2 separate regions of the Mus musculus genome follow, and region 1 is linked to region 2. A link is a contact called in public HiCAR-type data. All regions are on one chromosome and are shown on one strand. Each heading gives the region's core, a stretch centred on a gene start, on an enhancer-like site or on the middle of the called end of the contact. The rest is flanking DNA. Distances are from core to core; before and after follow the strand shown. Region 1 holds the start of Phf20l1 (PHD finger protein 20-like 1). Region 2 holds the start of 1700010G06Rik (a long non-coding RNA gene).

What was found. HiCAR-type assays count read pairs that join an accessible place to other places.
Region 1: a contact with region 2 is called in a HiCAR-type map of astrocytes, with 4 times the contacts expected there. The contact joins the promoter of Phf20l1 here to the promoter of 1700010G06Rik in region 2. A contact is called at or near these places in 1 of 39 promoter capture datasets (pre-B cells) and 1 of 115 datasets of contacts at active chromatin or transcription factors (astrocytes).

The regions. Positions count from the first base shown.
Region 1 is chr15:66,576,226-66,578,925 of GRCm38.p6, reverse strand. Phf20l1 (PHD finger protein 20-like 1) reads right to left here and starts at 1,354. Exons shown (of 21, transcript NM_001081409.1): 1 at 1,079-1,354.
Region 2 is chr15:64,312,798-64,315,497 of GRCm38.p6, reverse strand. It overlaps 1700010G06Rik (a long non-coding RNA gene), which reads right to left and starts at 1,380. Exons shown (of 2, transcript XR_003951590.1): 1 at 965-1,380; 2 at 1-540. All of the region lies in intron 2 of Asap1 (ArfGAP with SH3 domain, ankyrin repeat and PH domain1), which reads left to right.

The DNA of each region.
Region 1 (2,700 bases), core at 105-2,604, 2.3 Mb before region 2:
TGGAGGGAGATGCTTAGAACATGTTCTTACATTACTACTCACTAGGATCTTTCTAGCTTAAAAAAAAAAAAAATAAACACCACACAAATGAAAAATCCCCACACAAACGAAAAATCTTATAATGTTTTAGCCACTGTTTAAAACAGGTAAAACTTAAGAGCAAACAGAATTCCAAATGTCCCTTCCTGTTTTTTTTTTTTTTTTTTAATCTGAAAAGGGAAGAAAAGAAATAGCATCAACGCTTGTTACAAAAATATGGGGGATCAAGTTTACAAGGTCGTGCCTAAGGGGATATAGAATATCCTGACATGGCATCAGTGAGGTTAAGATTCATAGCCAGGACACACTAGGTGTAATGGGAACAAACATAAATATTTTAAATAGAAATCTTGTAAGTGTGCAACATACAAGGCTGTTACTTCAATGTACAGAAATAGAATCCGAAGAGGCAGTTTGCCAGTTATGCTAACATTTCCTAAGATCAAACTTCCAGCCTGTAAATCTAATCCCCCGTGACTCTCAGGAATGAGGACCTCAAAAGGCAGGGACGATTTCCATTCTCTTGTGAGGAGACAGGAGAATGAGGGAGGCGGCAGAATTAGGAACTTTTACGAAAGACAATCTATTGGACAGACCCTTAAAGTGAAACTGTGGAACAGGGAGCGAGAAAGGGGAGAAGGAAACAAAAAGAGAAATGAAAAAAGACCAGAAAGCGGTAAAAAAGAGTTCGTTGTAAGGATGGTGGAAGTTTGCAGAGATGACAGTGAGAGGAAAGAGACAGACACACAGAGCTAGAGAGCGGTGAGGGAAAGACCGCGAAGCTAAGCAGAGGGGACGAGGCGGGCTCGCAGGGGTGTCAAGGGGAGCCAGGAAAGGCCGCGGCGCGGCTGGCCCGGAGCCCGGGAGCTGCAGGTTGACAGCCGCCGGCCCGGCAAGGGAAGGAAGGCGGGGGTAGCGCGGCGGCGCGCAGACAATAGGGTCAGCGGATGGCAGGGAGCGGGACGCCGGCCGAGAGCAACGCGGGCGCGAGCGCAGCCCGGGGACCCGGCAGCTTCCAGGCCCCTCCGCCGCCTCTTACCGACTCGGCCTCGTCTCCGCACAGCAGCCGGGCCGTCCGGGGCCGAGCCGGGGCGCGTCAGGGAGGCCAGCGCGGGCCTCGTTCGAGTCTGCCCGGGCAGCAGCAAGGGAGGGAGCGGGAGCCGAGTGAGCCGGGCCCGCGGCGCCGCGTCGGCCCGAGGAAACGCGGGAGGAAGCCCTCAAGCCCACTCCGGCTCCGCTACCATCGCAGCCGCCGTCGCTGCCGCCGCTGCCGCCTCCGCAGCCACCACCGCCGCCGGCCAGCCCTGACGCGACGCCGGCCGGGGACGTCAGCCGCCCGCGACGCGCCGGAAGCGGGCTGGGTTGAGTCACGTGGTACGCGAGGGCCGGGCTGGCGCGGCGCAGCCGATTGGAGGACTATTCTGGGGGTGGGGCTTCGGCCAGGCTGGGCTACTTACACATAGAAAAGACCTGGGCTCTAGATTCCCCTTGGTGGGGTCAAGAGGATGGTGGCCTTTTGTGATTGTTGCTGGTTTCTAACAAATCCCACTACTTGACACATTGGGCAAACTTGTCAATGCACCACACACTTTTCACCGTGTCTGTTCTATCCCACGTTAAGGACAGACACAATGATCTGTATTACAAAATCAGAATTGTCTCTTTTGAATGGATACTTTGTCACGACACTCTGCTATAAATATATCACATGACAATCAAAACTGCACACTTATACTACTTTCCAAATTCAGAAATCTTTATAAAACAAATAAAAGATTCTTAAGAATCTTTAAAAATTCCTAAGAAGTTTAGGGTACTAATAGAACAAGTCTTCACAATTAATAGTATAGGACTACCTCTGTTGAACACCTACCATGTACCAAAGTCTATATTAAGCAGGAGAATCCCTATCCCAACTTTGAGAAGATCTACAAGTTATCATTCAAAGTGCTACTGAGAGAAAACATCTATTTTTTTCCCCACTCCATCACTCTGCCTCCCACGTTTTAAAAGTGCATCACTGCATACAAATGACACTTATATTTATCTTGCTTCATCGTGTACAGTGAAAATAGAAATGTTTTCTCTGACTTTCAAGAGATTTGGTAAATTGAGAAAATCTTCATAATCATCCTTTTATTCAAAAGACATTCATTCAAGAAATATATATCTAATAGTTGCAGAGTTATACTGAGCTTAGTGATGCTACAAACAATGCGAATAAGACAGTTCTGAGATGATATTTGTCTTTATGTTCTTCTTTTTAATCCTCTGTGGTTCTCATTGGTCCAATACAATTAATATTTCTATTATTTCTAGAATCTTTTTTCTGTCACAGGCAGAATTATACTTTCCACTTTTAAAATATTATGTACGGTTATTTAATTTGCTGTAAAATTAGAATACAAGTAAGATCACACACACAAGAAAATGCCAATGCAAGAAGACAGTTCTAAAATATTTTTGTCCCCCAGTACTGTGATTTACAATGTTTGCAATAATTACTGTTTTAGCAGTAGAAGTCCTTGATACACTAGGATGACTGTAGGAATTATGGATCACCTAAAACAAACATGCAATTTAAAACAACACTTGATTTAAACAATAAAATGTATAATGTTGTCAAATAAAAAACATATATTTATAAATCAGGATCATTTG
Region 2 (2,700 bases), core at 131-2,630:
TCGAGTCTGTGTGCACGTGTCTTTTTCTGGCTTTGGAGAGGATAAGTGTGTATTTCTGGGTAGTTCCCTGTAAAGAAACCCAGCCTTTCAGCTTTGCCCACGCCAGACTCTATTTGCTTTTAGATATCCAGGAATGGCGTTCGGGGTATTTGAGAAAAAGGGAGGTGCAGATGGTTTTGCACCAGGGCATGGTTTCAAATTTAAAGAGGATTATGGTCCATGAACCCCAGAGATGGTGGGTTGAGGTGCGAAGCTTTGAAATTCTAATTGCAGACCAGTCTAAGGAGGTATATGCTTACCAGAGCACAATATCTCATTGTTCATATAGTCCCCTCTTGGCTGGAGGAGGCAGGGGAGGGGCAGATACATAACATAATCTTCGGAGGAAACTGAAACAGCAATTGGTGGCGGCAGTTTGGGCTCTCCGGTGAATTCAGAAAGAAATCCCTGGCTGTTTACCACTGCTGAGCTTGGAATAATCTTGACTCGTTCATCTGCAGAGCCAGGTGTGGGAGCAAACCGGCTGGAGCTGGGAGGGCTCTGTGTGGTGGTCATTTTTGACACGCCTTACCCTCTTATTTGATAAACTCATGCCACCCAAACCCAAGGTATCTGAATTAGGAGAGAAAGCTGTGGAATTCAGGGTCTCTGGGAACAGACACACTTATTAGCTAAGTCTAGGCTCTGAACAACAGTTCATTTTTACTGTTTATGTCACACACACAGAGGAGTGCTGCCAGCTCAGTAGACAGGGCAGGTACTAGATGACAACTGGGGTGTGGGGGGTGGGACCAGACTGGCTCACAGCCCTGAGGAAGACAAATCCTTTCAGAGGGAAGCCCCAGTGCTCACTGATTTTTCTCGCTGATTTGCTCTCAGTACTTTATAGGGGAGCATGGGATTTCTGAGGCGCAGGGAGCTTAATTAGGCCAAGCTAGTGAGGGTCATATTTGTTCCAACTTACAGAATTTTCCAGATGCTGTGAGAAATGAGCTAGGATTCTCTTCTGGAATGTTCATTCTCCAAATGCTACATCTTGCAGCCCTGGCAACCAGTGAGCCTGCCCTTGTGGGGTGGTCAGCTGCCAGTCTCCTCCTGCCTTATTTTCTCCCTGAGAGCTAAACCCTCCATGTCTCCCAAACCAAACTTTTAAAGTACTGAGGAGAGAAAGTACTCTTGTTTATGTTTAACCTCTTTATTCACTAGTTTTTTTTAAAAGGTCAGTTTGCCAGGGATGTGTTTCTTTATGCTCATTCCCTTAGCAAGTTCTTCCTGTAGTAGGCGGAGACACTTCCCTGCCTTGGAGAGCACTGGTAGGAACCGCAGTGGAGGCACAGTGCACACCCAATTCGGTCAAGCCAGGAAGAGAAACAGCACACATTTTAACCCATTTTTTCCTATGCAGAGAGCAAGTCCTCATCCATGAACTCAGCCTCCTCCATGAGGGTCCCTGTCTTCTACTTTCATGGGAGGCAGTTAGGGGTCCAAGATTCCCAGCCAACAGGGTATCGAGTGGTGTATCCATTCTATTCTGCACACTTTGACTGAGCCTTCTCTGACCATGGTTTATGTATGGCTCTGTCATTTTCTCCTACTCCTCCTCTGTATTGCCTATTTGTCTGGTCCTCTGCTGCAAAGCAAATTCCAAGACAGCAGGAATGTGGCCCTTGCCGACATCACTCATCTCAGAATTTGTCAGCTTGTGAGGCGAACCTTTTCCTCTTGACATGCAGTCTTCTCCTCCCTCCCTGCCGGTCCTCACTCAAGACAAGCCCTCTCCGTGGGTCCCTGAGCCACACGACCCACACGCGGCCAGAAAGGCCAGCGAACACAACCTCTAGCTAGCTATATCGGACGGTATGCAGGCAGGTCTGAGTGGGCCACAGGGCTTGCCTTCCAAAGCAGGCTTTAATGGAGGCCAGTCATACGCTTTCAAGGGCTCCTGGAGGCCAATCCCAAGGACTAGGTGGGTTTTGTTGATACCATTCTCAAAATCTTCCAGTCGGTGGTGAGAAATTAGATGGGTATGTTGGACTAACAACAGTAGACATCTTGCTGGGGCTGAATTGGTACTTTTCTCAGAAGAAAGTCAGTTCCTGCTTAGCAGTGAAGAGCATTTGCACCTGAGAAATACTTTTTGCATCTCCGGATGCTCGGCGGTCCTCTGGGGTAGGGGAAGAAAAAAAAAAAACCAAATACATCTGGACAGATGAAAGTATTTTAAAACAACCCTTCCTGTCTCTGCACAAGGCACAGCATTGGCGTTCAGAGGGCAGCAGGGCTGCGCCCCCATCCCTCGGTCCGCGCAGAAGGGAGACGGCTTTCCGGGCCTCGCTTCCTGCACCCACTCGGGACTAAAAAAGAACACGAACAACTTTTTTTTTTTTTTTTTTTTTGGTCCCTCTCTTGCAAAAACGCTCGCGTAACCAGCTCGCTGAAGTAACCGCTCCGGGGGCGGCCGGGTGTGTGTGTGTGTGCGTGGGGCGCGGTTCCGGAGCCCCACGGGCACGAGCACCAGCGCCGGCGGCTGCGAGGTGGGGGCCGCGCGAGGGCCGGGCGGCGGGGGGGGGGGGTAAGTGGAGAGAGAGGGGCGGGCGGGGCGTGCGGGGCGCGTGCGCAGAGCACTTCCGTGTTTGTCCCCGTGACTGGCGCGGGCGCGCCGCCCGCCGCTCCGCGGGAGCGAGCGCCCCAGTCGGTCGA